2 separate regions of the Hordeum vulgare genome follow, and region 1 is linked to region 2. The links are chromatin contacts, called in public Hi-C maps. All regions are on one chromosome and are shown on one strand. The core of a region is the stretch at or near the end of the contact, and the rest is flanking DNA. Distances in the headings are between cores, read along the strand shown. Region 1 has its middle 210 kb from the start of LOC123446240. Region 2 holds the start of LOC123448114.

Region 1 (7,126 bases), core at 1,530-4,029, 250 kb after region 2:
GCTTTCTATCTCGTTTTGCTTCGCAATACAATTGTCTCTTGGAGATCTATTTGATGTAACTCATTGTTTGCGGTGTGTTTGTCGGGATCCAATGAACTGTGAATTTATGATCAGATCTATGAAATTATATCCATGCTTGATTATTATAGACTCATATTTCTTCTCCAATATTTGGGTTTTGTTTGTCCAACTGGATCTTTTTATCTTGCAATGTTAAGAGGTGCTTTGTGATGGTTTTGATCTTGCGGTGCTCAATCTTAGTGACAGAAATAGACATGACACGCATGTATCGTTTCTATTAAGGATAAAACGATGGGGTCTATTCCTATAGAATAGATCTTGTCTACATCAAGTCATCATTCTTAATGCATTCCTTTCATGAGAAATTCCTTCCATATCCATTCGGTGCATTTCAGAGTTGCGTTCTTTTCTCGATCCTCCGAAGGCCATCATTTCACAAGATTTCTTCGTTCTCAGCTTTCAACTTTCATTCTCAAATTCTTCTCAATTTTTGTCTCTTCATTCGTATCTCAATTAGTCTGGTGCCTTATACAAGTTTTCTATTAGCCGGCTCAAGATCTCTTCATTCTCATGAATTCCATTCATTTCTAATAACCCTATATGTTCTAAATTCTTCCGGTGGGTCATGATCTCTTCTTTCTCATGTATCTTCATTCATTCATGGCATTTCCATTCATTTGCAAATTCTTACCGGTGGCTTGTTCAAGCATTCTCTAATCAAATGATGCTCTCTTTGTCCTCATATAGAATAGTTCATTTGTATTATCCTCTTTCGTTCCCAATTCTTACCAGTGTTTCATTGAAGACTTCTTCAGTTTGTGCTCTATCTCTCTCTCCAATCTTTTCAAGAAGAACAAGTGGTGTGCTAAATCCGTTGCTTGTCATCAATTAAACTTGATGAAGGATAAGCATAACATAATTTGTATTCTTGTTTCTTCAAGTGATTTCAATATTTCTTCCAGAGTTGTTCATAATATCTAATTCTTATCCCAAGTGTTCTTATCTTTTCTTTTCCGGAGTTCCAAGTTTTCTCAAGTATCTCTTCATGAAGCTTCATCTAAATCTTTGCAAAGCTTTAATCTTATTCTGTTCAACCTTCATTTCTTTTCATCATTCTTTTGTATATGGAGGCTCTTCATGGTGGTTCGTTAAGGATGTAATTCATCCTCAAGGTGTTCTCCAAGATTCTTGTTGGAGAACATCAAGTGTTCTTTCTCTTGCAGTTCTAAGTGCAATTCATTATATTTTATCTTGTGAGGTGTTGTTATATCATTCTAGACTCACGAGGAGTATCAAAGGGGATTTGTTTCAAGAATGAGATATTTAAACCCACCAAATTCTTTGATCGTGAGATATTTTCAACCCATGATTTCTTCTTTGAGAAATCTTGGATTGGATGTCACCTAAAGCTTTTCCTAAGGACTGTTGCTATTTTGGTGCTTGTCCATGATCCAGTGTTCTCAATATATCCAATTGGGGTAAGAAATTTGCCTCTCTTGTTGCATCCAAGCAATCTTTGTTTTTTTAGTGGCTGGTTTTCACCTCACAATTTGAGATGTTTTCCATAAGCCAACAACAAGCTATTCTTTTTGTTGTTCATTTTCCAATGACTATGTTCTATTCTTCTTGTAAGGATGTTCTTCAATTAGTTGTGGTAGTAGTTGTCATTTTCTTCTCCCTCAAATGATTTAGTTTCTATTCTTTTGTTACAGAGGCTTGTGATGTTGCTCTCTTTCATCCATTATCTTGCTTAGCAAGGCCATGTTCTTTTTATGCTTATCCATTTAATTGGATTGTGTGAATCTTTTCAAGTTCTTTCCATCTTATCAAATTTTGATTTTTTTCTACCAAACTGCTTTCCAAATTTCTTTTGAATCCTTGATTGTTCTTAATATCATTATCAACTCTCTGCGACCTTCAAGATTCATTGGATTCACTCGATTTTCAAGAAGAAACTAAGTTTTACCTCTTCCTTTCCTCTTCCTCTTCCCTTTTAATTCTTAGATCTCGGGTTGAGATCTCTTGCTAGTGGAGGAGAGTTGTAAGCGCCTAGAACCGACGGTCCAGAAGATTCCCCTTTTATTCCATTGTCATCGTGTGATTTAATTGGTTGTCACTTTCATCAATGCATCATCCACATTGCATCAACACTCTGTTGTCGTCATTCATTCAAAAACTTGCTTTCGTTGTTAGTTATTGGTTCTCTCTGTTTTTGTCGTTGATGGTTTCGAGACCAAACACATGCACGCACCCGTGGCATTGTTAAAATATTATTTTTGTGTATAAAACTTTCTTGGGTTGGGTTGAAAGTTGGTGTGCGGTCTTTTTATAGTATAGGTAAACCGCGTGCCAAATATCATCGCAATCGGAGTTCGTTTGATACCCCAACAGTTAAGTCTAGCAGCACCGTCATCGGTTTAAATATTGGACGATTTTCAGTTTTATAAACTTGTGTCACGGGCCGCATTCTTCCTCTCTTCTTCTCTCAGTACAAACACCCCTACACAACCCACCTAGCCCAACCTACCCTATCCTGCCATCGAAGTCGTCTGATTGTGATCGAATGGTCCGAATCAGGCAAAATCAGCTAAACCTAGCCCCCCTTGCTTTATATGGACATCTAGCCCTGCCCAACATGGAAACCCTAGTCTCCTCATTGAATTCCCCATGCAACTACTGCTTGGCGCCACAGCCTCCCACTTTCCTCTCCTCCCTCGTCCCATCCATCAGGGCCCGCCAAAGCCCATCGCGTCCCACCCCCGGGCCCAAACCAGGCCGTCGCCGCCCACAGCCTCGTGCCGCGCCGCGACACACCCTGCTCTGAGCAAGCCCTGCCTGCCCTCGCGCCAGCCTCCGAAGGACCCCACCTTCTCCTCTCCGCCGCCGCTCGCCCCCTCGCGCAGGCCTCGCTCCGCGCCGTCGCGCGCCGCCGCTGGCCGCCCTGCCACATCCACGCCGCCCGCCGCTGCACCACCATCGGAGCCTCTCGACCCGCTGCACCCCGCCACCTGGGCCTCGCCGCGATCTCGGATTCGGCGGGATCCGGCCGGAGAAGGCCCCCGCTGCGTGGATCTGGTCGTCCACAGCACCCTCGATCTGGTCCCGCCACTACGAGGAGCCCCGTCGCCCGCCGCCGTCGTAGTTTGTCTCCGCGCAAGGAGGACGACAGGTCGACCAGACGCCTGAGCTGCTTGCCCGTTCGCCAGCGCCCATGTGGGCCTGCTCCAGTGCGCCCGGCCAGGCCCAGCAGTGCCCCCAACCAATTCCCAGCTCGCCTCGCCCGTGTGGACCGCGACCTCACCCAGCAACAAGCCCAATCCCGCATCGAGCCGGGTCGTGAGGCCTCTGGTGAACGCCGCTCGCTAAATCCCGCCCAATGCACGTTATAGATATGTCGCGCTTGCCTTTGTTTAGGCCTAGTAATAGATCCGACCCGTAGTTGATTTTTTAGTCTGCGAATTTGTCCAATTTTAAGGGAATTTGATAATTACAGAAATTGCATCATTTTAAAATGTTAATAACTATTTAACACCGCATCGGATTAAAATAAATCAGATATGTAGAATGTGTAGAATTTTGTGTAGAATAATAATTTCCAACTTTGATGCATGTTTCAAAATGTTTAACCTGCTGTTTGCTTTGATTTGCATGATGACAATTTAAAATGATTTAATTTGTAGCAAATTAAACGTGAAATGGATTTAAAAACTTCATACATGTAAGATGCATAGAATTCTGTGTAGTTTCACAATATCTCACTTTCGTCCATGTTTAAAATGTTTAATTTGTTGTTTTTAGTAAAATTGCCTAACAAAACTCTAAAATAGTTTGTCTCATAATTAATTAACCGTATCTCTGATTAAAATGATCCACATATGTAACTTGGCTAGAAAATTGCGTAGAATGACATGATGATATTTGTTTTGCTGCTTAACAATTCTAAAATTATGTATAGGAATCATAATTTGCATATTGGGATTTTTTTCAGAATTATTGTTCGTTGTTCCGGCCTCATTTAAACTTGAATTTATTGAAGTTTCATAATATCTTGTGCATCCATGATCTAACATGTTGTGGCTGTCATTTGCATGCATTTTGCATTCATGGCATATCATCTTGTGTGGCTCATATCTTTTAGACCGTAACTCTGTTTCAAATAATCTATATATGTAAATCGACTAGAATGACGTGTAGAATCACATGATCCACTTTATTTTGCTGTTTAATAAATATAAAATATGTTTAGAACAGATACAGACTAATTTCGAAATTAACATGTGGGGTTATTTTGGAAATGCTATATGTAATTTCTGACCTCATTTAAAATGCCTAGCTTGTGTAGTTTCTTTATGCTTCACCTCTTTCCATGTTTAACAACATTTAATATTGCTGTGTACCTAACGGGAGTGAACTAAGTAATCCAAATATGGAGTTTCGCCAATATGCAACTCGTTGCAAATTGAGCTTCATTTAATGTATAGTAACAAATTATTCTGATTTGCCATGCCTTGCATAACTAAATCGGGCATGCATCATACGTGCTTGTGCATCATGTCATGCATATGTTGTGGTATTTATTGTGTGCTGATTATTATTTCTGGATTGTTTCTTCTCGATATAGTTCTGCAAGCATGTCGGAGTGTGAGGATTCGTTCGACTACGTTAGTTCGTCTACATCATGGATTCAGTCTTCTTCCAAGTAGGATCATAGGCAAGATGATCATTTTCGTAGATACCATTACTATCATTGCCATGCTAGTTGCCTCGTTTGTATCACTATGTCTCGCTGCCTATCACTTAAATGTCAACCTACCAACATTGCCATGAAAGCCTCTAACCTCTCCACATCCTAGCAAACCACTGTTTGGCTATATACGGCTCGCTCAACCTTCTTATAGAGTTGCTAGTTGCAGGTGCAGTTGCTTCCATGTGAAAACATAGGTTTCTTGTTATATCATCATATTATTGCTATTTAATTTAGTGCACCTATATACCTGGTAAAAGGTGGAAGGCTTGGCCTTCTAGCCTAGTGTTCAGTTCCATCTTTGCCACCTTAGTTCCTCTACCGGTGTTATGTTCCACAATTTTGCGCTCCTAACATGCTTGGGTTGTTATGGGGACCCCTTGATTTTTCTTTTGTGATAAAACTTGTCTGGCAAGGCCCAACATTGGTACTATATTTTCCTAATAACTAATGAACTGCATAGGGAGTAATTAACCCGTGGATAATTAATGAACCCAGGACCAATGCTCCTCAAGAGTGTTGGTCCACCTACCTAGTAGTCGGCGGTACCACCTCGGGAAACTCGAGGCATTTTCTGGCTATCGTCCACTTTGCATAGACGGTTGACGCCCGTAGAAAGAGAGTGAGCGTCTCTAGATGCGGATCTGGCTCACCGGGTGGCTTTGCTGGACTTGTTTTACTCTTCTCGAACGTCTCGTGCAAGGGATTCCGAGTATACTATGGGCTATTTCAAGGTTGAGGTGTTCCACAAGGAAGCCAAGGAGATCACGGGGTTTCCGTGGTTGAGGCTTCCGATGTAGCGTGTGGTACTTTGTGATGGACTTGTTGGAGCACCCCTGCACGGTTAAATCTTTCTCAGAGCCGTGCCCACGGTTATGTGTCAACTTGGAAAAAAAAATTAACATCCGATTCTAGATAACTTGAAGTAAACTTCATTAAAATATGCCAATTGTGTAGGTAACCGTGTATGTCTATTCTCGTGAGTTCTGCATCCGAAAGAGGACACAATGGGGTTATGTTTGACGTAAGTAGGTGTTCAGTATCACTTCGAGATCATTATTAGTTCACGTCCGTTATACGTAGATCACACCCCTCTTATTCTTTTACTCGTAAGTAAGCCACCTCAAATAAATGCTTAGTTGCTTGCTACAGCCTCGCCACTTAACCATACCTCACCCATTAAGCTTTGCTAGTCTTGATACCTTTGGAAATGAGATTGCTGAGTCCGTGTGGCTCACATATTACTACCACAATAGCTGCAGGTATAGGTAATGTTGGAAATATGCCATAGTGGCAATAATAAAAATTTTATTGTTATATTTCCTTATTCATGATAGTTGTTTATTATCCATGCTAGAACTGTATTGGTTGGGAACTCAAATACATGTGTGGATACATAGACAACACACTGTCCCTAGTGAACCTCTAATGGACTAGCTCGTTGATCAACGATGGTCAAGGTTTCCTGACCATAGACAAGAGTTGTCATTTGATAACGGGATCACATCGTTAGGAGAATGATGTGATTTACAAGACCCAAACTATGAACATAGCATGTGATCGTGTTAGTTTGTTGCTACTGTTTTCTACATGTCAAGTATCTGTTCCTATGACCATGAGATCATGCAACTCCAGGACACCGGAGGAATTTATTGTGTGTATCAAACATCACAACGTAACTTGGTGACTCTACAGGTATCTCCTAGGGTGTCTGTTGGGTTGGCGTGAATCGAGACTGGGATTTGTCACTTCATATGACGAAGAGGTATCTCTAGGGCCCACTCGGTAATACAACATCACAAGAAGCTTGCAAGCAATGTGACTAAGGAGTTAGTCACAAGATCTTGTATTACAGAATGAGTCAAGAGACTTGCCGGTAACGAGATTGAACTACGTATAAAGATACCAATGATCGAATCTCGGGCAAGTAACATATCGATAGAAAAACAGAATAATATACGAGATTGATTGAATCCTTCACATCATGATTCGACTGATCAAGATCTTTGTAGAATATGTAGGAGCCAATATGGACATCCAGGTCCAGCTATTGGTTATTGGCTGGAGAGTGTCTCAGTCATGTCTGCATAGTTCTCGAAGCCATAGGGTATGCACACTTAAGGTTTGGTGACAATTTGGTATTAATGAGTTATGTGTGGTAGTAACTGAAAGTTATTTGGAGTCCTGTATGAGATCCCGGACGTCGCGAGGAGCTCCGAAATGGTCCGGAGGTAAAGATTTATATACGGGAAGTCATATTTTGGCTACCGGAAAAGTTTTGGTTTTTGTTGGTATTGTATCAGGAAGCTTCTAGAAGGTTCCAAAAACTTCTGGAGGAATACGGAAGTCCACCAAGGGTTC
Region 2 (6,367 bases), core at 1,516-4,015:
TGGATCGTGGGACGGATCGTGATTGGGTCGCGAAGACATTCGACTACATCAACCGCTTTTCTTAACACTTTCGCCTAGCGATCTACAAGGGTATGTAGATATACTCCCCCTCTCGTAGATGTTGATCCTCATAGATTGATCTTTGTGAGCGTAGGAACATTTTTGTTTCCCATGCGACGTTCCCCGACATGGGTATCTCAGATCCTACGTAGTGACATGACCAGTGTCAAAATTAATGATGAATTGGGTCCATAGATTCAAAGTTCCAAAGTGGTCTGGCAAGGGGACCAGGTTTCCCCTTTCTTGTTTAATTTGGATGTTTAATGCCGAACAAAAATGGTCCTAGCTGCCCAAAGAAAATTCTTATTCAAGGTTTAGCTCCTGATGTAATTTATGAGGGCGTGTGCGTTATTCAATATGCAGATGATATCGTGTTTTGCTTCTCTCATGATGTGGAGAAGGCACTAAATGTTAACCTGCTCCTCAACCTATTTGAGTTAATGTCGGGCCTAAAACTTAACTTTGATAAAAGTGATGTTTTTACTATTGGGGAGGGGGATAATAATATTGATCAAATTTATGTTGATATGTTTGGTTGTCAAGTTAGTAAACTTCCAATGGAATATTTGGGAGTCCATGTGACATATGCAATGCTGAAAACGGTGGACTAGGACTTCCTTGATGCAAGATTGCTAAAAAGGTTGGCAGCTTGGATTAGTTATATCGCCTCCTCGGGAGCTAGGGTTACTCTTATTAATTCTACCCTTGATGGGATTCCTTCGTACTTTATGTCTATGTTATTTCTTAACAAGACTTCCATAGAAAAAATGAATGTTTGTCATAGACGTTTTTTTGGAGGAAGGGAAAGAAAAAACGGGCTTACCATATGGTCAAGTGGACCAGGGTCTGTCATTCTAAGAACATTGGTGGATTGGGTATTAAAGAACTCCACAAACAGAATGTTAGCCTCCTAGTCAAATGGTGATGGAGACCGAAGTATGGAGATGGCATATGGCAACGCATTGTGCATGCTAGATACTTTAAGCGTAAGACTGTGTCTAATGTTCAAACTAGATTCAATGACTCCCCCTGCTAGAAAGCAGTTATGATGGTAGGATGATCAATATAAATAAGGGGGATCTAGCTAGGGTCTGGCATGATCCATGGACGAGTAATGTTCCCTTGAAAACAACCTATCATGTATTGTTTGAGATTTGTCGTGATCAGGATTGTACTTTGGCAGAATTTGCTAGGAAAAGAAATTGCTTTACAATTCAGACGTGTTCTGTTTTCTCATTTAGATGAACAGTGGGCCAATATTGTCATGACCATCATTTGCTCTAAAAACTTCGTGTGGCAAGGTAGCCTGGAAATTTGAAAAAAAGGGAATTCACCACAAATCAGTATATGAGTGGCTCGAGAGAGATCTGTCGGGGCCTGATTACAAATGGGTATGTAAAGCCGAGGTTCCTTTAAAAATCAAAGTCTTCTTGTGGGAATTGTTCAAAATGTCATCCCTACTACATATAATATGCAGAAAAGAGAATGGCCTGGGAACCCTCTGTGCTCATTCTCTAATGACATGGAACAACTAATCACTTGTTCTTTTGGTGTGCCTTTGCTAGATCAGTTTCGGGTGCCTTTAGGCTAGCACTGAGCGCGCCTTGTTGCCCCTGATACTTGTGGCAAAGTTGGGTTTGTCTCTATAGATACTTACCTGGTGGTAAACAACATTACATGACCATTATTGCTGCTATTTGCCGGGGGATCTGATGCACTCGTAACAAAGTGACATTTGATAATCATGTTGCGCATTTGATAATCATGTTGTGCGATCTCCTCTTGGGGCAGTGTTTACCGAATGTTCTTTTCTCATGTATTGGTCAGGTTTGTTGAAGGGAGTGGAGAGAGAAAATTTCGAGGCTAGGGTTCAGAGGATGGTCCATGTCGCGGTTTCGCTTGCAGATCGTTTGACCTCGCGAGGCAGGCTGGCCCTAGGGGCAAAGCTGGGCGTGAGGGGCCGAACCCTATTCTTTCGATGGTTAATAGATGTCCTCACACGGGTTCGATGCCCGCTAAGTTACTTGCAGTCTCCTTTTGTTGTTGGTTGTTTCCTTATTTGCTAGATGATGTCGTTAAAGCTTTTGAGGCCACGTAGTAGTGTCAATAGGTTTTCGCCTCAGAGTGGATGGTTTGTTTTAGAATCGTTCACAGTGGGGTTCCTATTGATGCTCCAACTCACTCTTCCCTTTCAGTTCCATTTTTTATTGTTAGCTTCTCGGATATAACTGAGACCGGTGTATTTCCGTTAAGCAATTAATAGAAAGGGGTATGAGCCCGGTTGAAGAAAAAAAGGTGCTCATTCTCATACTACACTACGGTGATGTGAGGGATGAGTTCTTTTTTTTGTCAAATTTTGCGAGGTGTTGAAGCAGTGGAGACCGCCTTGCCTTGGTACCACCTCTCGGTGTTTTTGTTTCTAGGTGTTAACTCCGTGTGCTTTATTTTTATTTTCCAACACATAATATGGGACCCAAAAGCTATTGAACGCTCACTGTGGGGCATAACAATTGCGAATGTTTTTTTTATGGAATTCTTTGGAAGTATGTGCCAATTTCTTCAAAAACACATGAAAACTGATGGCAAGGAGAGGATTTTGCTGTGAGAATTGTCGTGTTCGTTTTAAAGAATTGCCATGTTTGAAACACATAAACTACCACGAAAAATGTTCGTTTTACCATGTACACCCAGTGAATGTTCGCTGAATAACATTACCCTATAACTAGCCGAAATGATCTCGTTATACATGAGGAGTTGCTGTCCATTCCTGCCAAACCCATTGTCCCCTTGTCTAACCTCAAAAGGGGTGCAGCTTGCTTAATTGCCTCTTCTTCTGTAGTTCCATCCTCCCCAAGCCCAAGGCAAGCATGGCGCACAACGCGCCGTCCAACTCTCTCATATTCCTCCTGGTCCTAGTCATCATCCAAGCTGCCAGAGGCGCGACGTCGCGTCCATCGCCGGCGCCGGCGGGGTACGTGCCGGTGCGCGCCGTGGTGTACCGATCGGTGGCGCTCCCGGCCGCGACGGTAGCCGCCGCCGGGGACGAGGCGCCGGGCGGCGGAGGAAGGTACGAGCCGTTCCAGCTGTGCATGGGGTGCCGGTGCTGCGCGGCGGCGGCAGGGAGCAGCAGCAGCGCCAGCTCGAGCAGCTCATGCGTGGACACGCGGTGTTGCTACGCCATCGACTGCAACGTCCCCGGCAAGCCCTTCGGCGTCTGCGCCTTCTCCCCCCGCACATGCGGCTGCGGCGCCGGCAGCAACTGCACCACCACCTAGGGCGATCCCCGTCGCTGCCGACCGCCGTTCAGCTAATGACCGGCCTCGTGAGTCGTGAATGATCACCTGCTAGCTGTTTTTGACATACTATTATTTTTACTTCAATTTGGATGGAAAAAGGTTACATCTCACGATTTATTTTTCATTTCCTTGTACCCATTTCAATTCTTTTGAGCACTGTCGAAATATATATTTTTACTCGTTCGTTGAGGGTTGGCAGCTGTCGTGTTTGACTCATTTCACCTGCCTTTTCTGCCGAAGCAAAAATTCCCGTGCTGACTCTGTGGAAAGCATCGCAAGATAGACAGGTACAAGTACCTAACCTTCACTTTCCAAAGCACTGACTCTTGCACGCACCCAAGAAAAAAAAAATGCACTGACTATGACTGTACTTAGGTGCCAACAATAATTGTGCATTTGTCATTTGACGCCAAGTGGCAGAACATATGCACCACATCTCCATCAACCAAATGCCAATAAGCTCAAATCTTTTCCTTTCCTCCCCTTTCCAAAAGGAAGATCAGTGGGGAACAAGAAAATAAGTTCGGTAGTCACGCAACGAAGAATAACCAGCGCGATGAACAAGCGGTCTTGCAATATCACTACATCAGATTTGGACTGGTGCTGCCAGGTCCGTGGACAATACGAACCACACCGCGCAATCAAGGACAAACAATCGTAAGGCTAGTTTTAGGCAAGAGTGGCAGAAAATTAGAGAGTTCATCAGAGATACATTTGTCTGGCTAGAAGAAAAGAGCGCGGTACTCGGTGGCCTCATGAGCCATTTCTTCCATGCTTCTATCTTTTCTTTCGACGTCTAGGTCAAGCTTCTCCTTCATTTCCTTCTCTTTCACCTCAATCTGTTACAAAGCAAAATGGCAAGCTTTACGTGAAAATCAACAAGAAAATAAAACCAGATGGGACAATAATATCAACAGAACACCAACGTCATGTACCGCATCATATATTTCATCGTTCTTCTCAAAATCTCCTTTCTTCCTGGGGATGACGTGGATGTGTACATGGGCAACTGTTTGGCCAGCCTGAGGACCATCCTGACAAGTACAAATAGATGTAATTCAGCAAGCCCTCCTTCTTCCGCCATCGATTATTGTAACTTTGTAAGGTAAAGGTAAACACAGTAACCAAAGGCAAAACCAGAGTGAATGATTCGAGAGCAACTAGCAAACTTCGAGTCTAACATTATATGTCTATCAAATTTAACTTTGTTGTCTACGGGGTGCATGGTGTAATCAAAGGCTAACCCATTCTATTTTGTTGTGTACAGTGTACCACAACAGAAAATCAATAAGGTACACACCAACTAAATAAAATTTGGATACTGAGTTATTCACGAAATAGATATAGACTTCACCTGAATCGCGAATGTGATGGAGGAAGCTTTGTGGTACTGCTCGAGCTTTGCACCAACTTCCTTTGCAATTACCCACAAATCACCAGTCTCATCAGAACTTAGATCAGCAAATCGTTTCACCTCGCGCTTGGGGCACACAAGGACATGTGTGTATTGTTAAGGAAAATGATATATACAATAAAACATGTGTTCTCATCATATGAAACTTTAAACCGTAATAGATGCTGAACTCCAAATGATAAAGGTTGTGAACAGCTGAACAACATGACAAAAACTAAAGCCAATGAGGTACTACCTCAAGTAAAAGTTATATACCATAAGTGCATACTCCCTCCCTCCGGTGAAGAGTCTACGTTTGGCTTTAAAATTTATCCACAAAAGAGTGTACTTTTACCTTCCCAATGCACTTTAAAGTAGAAAAAAATGCTTCTCTCTCATCACACGGTAAACAAGACCAATTCATTCTACACATAGTCTCCTTAATTGTACATGCACTTAGAGGGTGCTTGGATACGTTTTAGTCCCATGACTAAAAGTAGTGGGACTAAAACTTGCTAGCCTCACCCATGCTTGGATCCAAATACTAAAGAGACTAAAATCAAGTTAATGAGCATTTATTATCCTCCAAACCCTCCAATCCAGAACTCGACTGTGTTAAGGGAGAGGAGTTAAATGAGGAGAGAGAGGACTAATCCACATTTTAGTAGGGGTACCCCTGACTAAAAAAAAAATTAGTCTCAATTTTAGCCCCTCTTTAGTCAGGGGTGCTTGGAACTTTGGCCTCTTAAAGAGACTATTTTTAGTCAGACTAAAATAATTCCCTTGGATCCAAGCACCCTCTTAGCTCACTGGGGGTTGGGTAATTAAAGAGATCGAGAGAAGGGGGCTTGCACCTTTCCAATGCATTTTTTACTCCACTTCATAATTTGTCCTAAAATGTCCTATATGTACACTTTTCACCGGACGGAGGGAGTATATTAGTATGAATAGGTTGCCCACTTGAACTAACTGCTGCATAAAATTCTGCGATATTTTCATAAGAAGATGAAGATCAATTAATTGCATGACATGACATTTAATATTATTATTTCTAAAGAATTATTAATGGCAGTTGTGTCAACCACTTTTTATAAGCCACTCACATGAAACCAAATTCTAGCATCGACATCCTTGATATCTGGATTCTATTTACATATCAATGCAAAAGACTAGGAAAATATGCATACAATATATTCTTAAAAAGGAATCAGTCATCCTTTTCTGTTGGAAGTGTCTGGACTGTATCCATGAGTTTTAGTAGGCATAATAAACAAGCAAGTGAATCAAAGTTATTGATGGTATGACAAAACGAGGAGACCCCATCCAGGCATGTCCTCATTAGCATTCTCATAAAGTCTAAATATCGTCTTTGCCAAATCAAAGGATATGACCTGCAGAGTAAGATTGACATAGGTAAATACAAAATAGCAGCCAGAAGTACAAAAGATACAAATCTAAAATTACAAATAGCTGTTGTAGAAAATGGAAACAAAAATAAATCGACCGTTCATGAACATGGTGATTTGTTCAAACAGATAATTTAAACGGCTTATATGTCTAAGAACTACTCCCTCCGCCCCGAAATGTAAGACGTGTTTTTATACTACCATAGTATCAA

Evidence for each region. A called contact is a pair of places that touch in the nucleus more often than the background predicts.
Region 1: a contact with region 2 is called in a Hi-C map of seedling, with 3 times the contacts expected there. The contact joins the enhancer-like site here to the promoter of LOC123448114 in region 2. A contact is called at or near these places in 5 of 6 Hi-C or Micro-C datasets (leaf and seedling).

Annotation. Positions count from the first base shown.
Region 1 is chr4H:126,978,277-126,985,402 of MorexV3_pseudomolecules_assembly, forward strand. No RefSeq gene overlaps it. Among protein-coding and RNA genes, the nearest start is that of LOC123446240, 210 kb to the right of the region's middle. Within about 2 kb of position 2,780, at least 3 of the 3 cell types and tissues checked have open chromatin away from gene starts, as enhancers often do. A contact at or near this core is called in leaf and seedling, where this site is marked.
Region 2 is chr4H:126,733,076-126,739,442 of MorexV3_pseudomolecules_assembly, forward strand. LOC123448114 reads left to right here and starts at 2,766. Exons shown (of 1, transcript XM_045124889.1): 1 at 2,766-3,545. The coding sequence starts at 2,928. The coding sequence ends at 3,335. LOC123448113 (bifunctional bis(5'-adenosyl)-triphosphatase/adenylylsulfatase FHIT) reads right to left here. Exons shown (of 4, transcript XM_045124888.1): 2 at 4,711-4,857; 3 at 4,292-4,378; 4 at 3,813-4,195. The coding sequence ends at 4,079.